2 separate regions of the Mus musculus genome follow, and region 2 is linked to region 1. The links are chromatin contacts, called in public Hi-C maps. All regions are on one chromosome and are shown on one strand. Each heading gives the region's core, a stretch centred on a gene start, on an enhancer-like site or on the middle of the called end of the contact. The rest is flanking DNA. Distances are from core to core; before and after follow the strand shown.

The links. Hi-C and Micro-C count contacts between places; a contact is called where the count stands out from the background.
Region 2: a Hi-C map of liver shows a contact between it and region 1, with 2.5 times the contacts expected there. The contact joins the enhancer-like site here to the promoter of Hhat in region 1. A contact is called at or near these places in 1 of 15 datasets of contacts at CTCF or cohesin (the NIH/3T3 cell line), 8 of 484 Hi-C or Micro-C datasets (the C2C12 cell line, cerebral cortex, embryonic fibroblasts and 4 more), 3 of 115 datasets of contacts at active chromatin or transcription factors (the SCID.adh cell line, craniofacial prominence and double positive thymocytes) and 2 of 9 other capture datasets (adipose tissue and pancreatic islet).

The regions. Positions count from the first base shown.
Region 1 is chr1:192,769,468-192,772,656 of GRCm38.p6, forward strand. It overlaps Hhat (hedgehog acyltransferase), which reads right to left and starts at 1,752. Exons shown (of 12, transcript NM_144881.4): 1 at 1,513-1,752.
Region 2 is chr1:192,814,223-192,817,293 of GRCm38.p6, forward strand. No RefSeq gene overlaps it. Among named protein-coding and RNA genes, the nearest start is that of A730013G03Rik, 19 kb to the right of the region's middle. Within about 2 kb of position 1,764, at least 29 of the 459 cell types and tissues checked have an H3K27ac peak or open chromatin away from gene starts, as enhancers often do. A contact at or near this core is called in liver, where this site is marked.

The sequences.
Region 1 (3,189 bases), core at 502-3,001:
CCCTCCCTCCCCCCTCTCTCTCCCCCTGCCCTCTTTCTCCTCTTTCTTATGAGAGTTATGATCAAATATCCTGCAATAGAACATTATACAAATCTGAGCTTTCATGGCGTTTTGATAACTTTGTTTCAGTATTATTTATAATCCCTGTATTTTTGTGACTTTTACTTATTTTTAAATTTGGTTTTGTTTCTTGGGACAGGGTCTCATGTAGCAATGGCTGCCTTGACCTCTTGGCCCCCTGCTTCCAAGCAGCCCCATCCTGAGTTCTTTCCACACCTTTTTAAAAGCCTCCAAAAAGGCCCGTAGCAAGTTCTGCAAGAACCAAGAATTTTATTTCTCTGAGGCCCCAAAGTATGGCACCCCTGCCCTTGGGCCACACTGACCTGGGATCACCAGGAGATCTTGCCAACTGCCAACCAGGGCCTTGACCTCACCTTCAGCTGGTGACTCTCCAAGAGAAAGCCAAGTAAAAACCAGGTAAAGCCTTTGTCCCCAAAGAAGGCTCCAAACCCCAGCCCCTAGCATAGACAATTCATTGGTGCTGGTGGCCTTGAAGGGTCTTGGAGAACACAGCTTGTCTTTCTGGGGTGCTGTCAAAACAACACATCCATCAGAACTGTCCTTAGCCAGCACATAAACCATCCTACGGGGAGAGAAATCACAGGGAAGTCGGAACATGAAGAATAGAAGCCAGAAAGAATGGACTTCTAGACCCTGAGTGAAAGCGCACAGCCCTTCAAAGCTTTCCCTGAGCCGCGTCCTGTGGCACTGGAGCAGATGCTCAGCTCTACATAATAGAACACCACACTGAACGGAGCAGACACACTGCATAACGCTGTCAGTCCCCACACGTAGAAGGCCCTGATCTAAAAGCGGCCAATAGCTGTTGAATCTGGGGGAGGAGAGCCTGCATAAAAACTGGTGTCTCCCAGTCTTGCCACTGAACAGATGAGGGAAACTAAGTCCAGAGAGTTTCTGGAAAGCGAAAGAGATCTTTAAACTGAGAACTGGGGCTCGGTGGTTAAACATTTGCTGCACGGGTTTGTTGGCCCAATTTCAACACACACACACACACACACACACCACGAAGAAAACAGAAATCTCTGAGCTGGGCCGGGTGGGGGCGTGGGGAGGGCCTGTAGGCGCCCTTCCTGCAGGGAGCAGCAGGGTTCTCGGTTCCCGGGACTCCGTGCCTTTGTGTCGCCGCCCTCCAGCACGCGGACACGGACACGGGAAGCGGAAACGCTATTGCGTTTCTCCCCCACGTCAGCGGCGAGCCTCCCACGACCTGCTGCGGCACCCCAGCCAGCCCCCTGTCTCCGCGCAGGTTAAGTCGTGGCAGCCTTTGCAACCACAGGCCCCTGCACGGCCGCCAGCTCCACGCGCGCCCGCCGCCAGCCCCCGCGCGCCCTCTGACCCTGCGGGGCCTCACCACCCACGCCCCCTCCTGCTCTCCACGCGCGCCCCCGATGCACGGCTTTTCCCCTGTCTGTCTCGCGCGGGCGAAATCACCTGGATCGCAGTGTGCAGAGCTGGGCGAGCGGGAGAGAAGGCGTCCCTGCACCCCGCCGCGCTGAGCCGCGGCCCGGGAGGGACTCGCGAGCACAGCGCGGGTCAGAGGCCGCGGGGGTGAGCGCCTGGCCTGAGATGTTGTGCCCGGGTTCCCGAACGCAGGATTGGCCAGGGCTCTGTACATTTACTGGAGCCGAATCATTACACAGGGTCCCACCAGAACCTCAGGCTCCAGGATTCTTCCGGTCCCCAAAGGAATGAGTCTGGGGCGGGGGTGTGTACGGCCTGCCCTGCTACAGGAAGATGACTTAGACCAGTGAAGGGCAGACTAAATAGAGCTGGAGAAATCTCTGCAAAACCGACTTTAAAATCATCTTCACTTCCACCTTCCCCAGCACCAACTAAAACAGCCGGACCAGGAGTGCCAGGTTGCCCAAAATAAAAACACAGGGTGCCAAGTTAATACTTTCTTGGTATCATATGGCCTTTGTTGTTTGGAAGACGTAATATACTTTCTAACAGTTCCTGGGGGTTGGAGAGATGTGGCTCAGTGAGTAAGGGTTTGCTATGCAAGTGTTAGGATCTGAGTTTAATCCCCACACTGAAGTAAAGAGCCAGGCATGGCTGGTGTGCCTGTAGCCCCGTCATTGAAGGTAGAGACTCTATCGAACCCCTAGATCCTGACCAGCTGCCTTAGTCTAAACAGGAAGCCTCCAATTAGAGGCTAATGCAGACCCTGCACCACAAAAATGAGGTGAGGCAAGAGGAAGATGTGGAAGCCTTGCTCTGGCCTCTTCAGGAGAGCACCCAACATGCATACAACATATATGTCTTGTATATTTGTAATAACAGTGTGCCTTGGTACCTGACAAGTCTGGTCACTGTAATAAAGCCCAGGGTTTGGCCCAGAAGGTGCCAAAGTGTTAGCTCTGCTCTGGGACAGTCAGAAGAGGTGGTCCTCTTCTGTGTCAGGTTCTAAATGGCCTGTTACTGTGGGTTCAATGCCATTTAAGTCTAACTCTTTTCTACATGTGCACAGTGCTCATTTGAAGACATAAAATAAAGTCAGGTTTGGCTAATGTAAATCAGAAACATCTGTGTAAGAGAAAATACTCCAGGCTTGTGACCCAGCTATACAGCCAAGACAGGAGGATCCGAAGTTCAAAACCAGGGCTACAGAGTGATTTTGACAAACTGTCTCAAAATGTAAAAGTAAGCATTGGCAGAGGAGACACAGCTCAGTGGTGGAGCCTTGCCTCACATGCAGAACACCCACAATACCAAAGCCCAAAGCAAGACTAAGCAATGAGCTGAAGAACGTGCCGGCGGGGAATATTCCAAGTGGTACTTCTTAGTACACGTGGATTTAAAACAGTTGATGGAAACATCAGAATCCAGTTGCACGTAGACAAGAGACTTGAGTGTGGGAGTGTATTTTGACAAAATTATCTTATATTCTAAGAGACTGGAAGCTTTGCTGGGCTTCTCGGGTGAAGTTAATAATATACATTGAGGTCACTCAAGACTACTTTCTAGTCGGCCTGTTTGTTTAACTTGCCTTTCAGAGAACAATGTAACAATGGGCTTTACTTGTCTTGGGTTTCCCATATAACCAACTTTCACAATCTAAACAAATGCATAGCTGTAAGCTTCAATATGTGCTTCTCCATGCCATGA
Region 2 (3,071 bases), core at 514-3,013, 45 kb after region 1:
GTCAGAATGAAGAGTTAGAGGGAGGTAAGTAGACAGGAAATCCAATGTAGACTTCTTGAGATGGTGGTTTCTTGTTCCTGGAACACATCGCAAGGCTACAGGACAGGAAGGCTTGGAGGTGAGTGAACAGGTTCAAGAGAAGGAAGGGGAGAGGATTCAGGAACTCTATCAAATACCCAAGCCAACATCTGTTTAGCAGAACCCCAGCCTTAGGCCTCTCCCATCCTGAAGGAGTAAAGCTCTTGACTTTCTCTTTCTTGGCCTTGTTTCTTTCTCAGACATTCAATTCTTTGTCTTTGCATTAAACAAGCAAAACAACCCCCTAGACAGCTCCCAGTACCCTTACACGAATGCACTGCACAGGAAGCTTTCATGAAATGACCTTTAGGCTATGTGCATGAGTGTGCCTCGAATTGCTTCCCTGGGAAGTCAGATGCAATGTCTGTCCTTGCTTATAACTAAGCAGGGTATGACCCTCCAAAGCTTACCTGGAGAACCGATGGGTTTGGGGGAGTTTGTTTGCAGAGCCTGCAAGAGGCATTACTGACAGAAGTGACTCCAAGGCAGACACTCTGGAAAGGGCTTTACCCTGCATGCATGCTGGCTCCCCCAAACATGCACAGACAGCTTCAATTAGCCTCCCAGCCTGTATACCCCAGCACCCTCCTGTGCAATTAGGCCAGGATTGCATATGGCTGGAAAGAGCAGCTGTAAGGTCAGGTGAAAGTTCGTGACCCTCTCTATCCCTCCTTCTCTGAGGGAATGTCAGTTATCAACAAGCCCAATCTTGACGGACCCCTGAAGGTAGGCACAGCTTATCTGATACACACAGCAGCTGTTTTTCTCTTAGGACTGAGTTCCACAACAAAAAGGCCTGTTTGAAACAGGAATCCATTCTTTTAAACTTAGGTCCTTCCTATCCCCAAGATACCTTATTGTGTATTTGAAAATATTTCCAGGTCTGAGATCCTCAGCATTTCTGGTCCCGAGCATTTACATAAGGAGTAGCTGCTCTTTCCGTTGTTACACTGTTATTCCTCGAAAAAAGCTGGTCTTTGGTTTATATATCCACAACCTATACCCTTCCCTGCAGAGAGTAGGAGAGGTGGTAGGGAGCCAAAGCTGGAAAGGCAGGAACAGTGTCCAAAGATGCCCGCTGAGCACCAAGCTCTCTGCATGCCCCACCAGATAACCCCCCCCCCCCACCATCACCACTACTAATAGAATCAGAAAGTAACACAATCCTTGGATTCTGAATTCCTGGAGGATCCTGGCTAGGGGCTCTGGCAGCTGGCAGGAGGCCTGAGGTGGAGAGAGGTCTGATAAAGATCAAATGTGCAGGCCTGTCTACCACAGGCTGCCTCCTTAAACCCAGCCTCAGCTCTGGCCTGCAGAGGCTTCCTGTGGAGAGAACGGGGATTCAAGGCCAGAGAGCCTGAAGAATAGCAACTAATAGAACCATGTGCAGAGAAAGCCTCTGCCCCTGCTTCCAGACCCCACCTGGAGGACTCTGGGAAGAGCCCACTGGGAGGGCCTTTCCTACCAGCCACCAACCTAAGGGATTGCCTTAGGGACCCCACCATCTATCCCTTCAGGAGACCCCCCCAGATCAAAGTAGAGTGGATACAATGGTTTACCCTTGGGACAGAGAGAAGGATAGAAAACACAGGGAAAGCCCCTTTAGGTCCCCTGGCCTCTCACTTGCCAGGGCAGAAACTAAGAGCAAAAGCACAGCCAGTGTGAGATGCCCTTTGACCTTCTTGGCAGAGCATGAGTGGCTCTAGGTGGTTGGAACACCTCAAGCCCTCTTCCCACTGAGATCGGCAGCCAGTGCTACCTGGGGGATCCATGAGTCCATGGCTGCTGAGAACAGTGGTCCTCCTCCTGCAGTCTCTGCCAGTCCTGAATTATTCCATACTTAAACAGTGCTCACTCCTCATGAGCCTTTGTCAAACGACTCTTAGTCCACACATGTGTGTGCTTCTGATTTGTTTAGCACGTGTGCTTCAGCATCTACTTCATAGCCCTCTGGCTCTGTCACTCACATTGATCAGCTCCCTGTCACACCTGTAAGGCTTGTCACAGCCTTTCTGCACAAAGGAGCAGCAGGTGCTATTTCAGTGTGCCACCTTGGGACCATTTTAAACAGTGAAGTGGACCTGACTCTCAAAAATGTTAAAATATGGCACTAAGTGGCTGAAAAGAACATTTGAGAGCAGTGTGAGACTTGAGAGGAGCAGGGCCTGCCTGATTGGACCCCAGTTAGGAGAGTATGACCTGGTGCATTTCTGCCGCATGTACCCACCGATCTCTCTCTCTCTCTCTCTCTCTCTCTCACACACACACACACACACACAAGTTGTACAAAGCTCAGAAAATATTAACTTGGATTACAAACAAATATTTATTTGTAATCAATCTCATAGATACATAAAGTCCCAAATTAAAAGGTTGACTGCATGAGCCATGATTGTCTTCCTCTTCTTCTTCTTTTATTTCTTCTTCTTCTTCTTCTTCTTCTTCTTCTTCTTCTTCTTCTTCTTCTTCTTCTTCTTCTTCTTCTTCTTCTTCTTCTTCCTCTTCCTCTTCCTCTTCCTCTTCTTTTTCTTCTTCTTCATCTTCTAAGCAACGTATAGCGGTAGTGTGTGTGTGTGATTGCTATTATTCCCATTTTAAAGATTGAAAAACTGAGTTCCAGAGGGTTTTTATGATTTGTACAAAGTGACAGAGGTAACAAAAGACACTGCTGCATTTATGTGCATTTATGTGCATGGTGACATGTGCATATATGTGCCAGAGATTGATACCAGATCTTCCTTCTATCCTCTCTTTTTTCCCTCTTTCTCTTCTTAATAAATTGTTTTTAATTTTAAACAAACTTTAAGCACATAGCTTGGAGAAAACACTACCAAAGGAGACCACCTTGCATCACCCAGCCCTTATTCTGTCTGTTCATGATCCTAAGTGAACTTGTCCGGCTGTCACCATACAGCAGTATGCTCTGCCCAACTGCTTTGGGGATGCTTCTGGGGAGAGGACTTTTGTCTCTCTTTCCCCATCCCATAATAAGC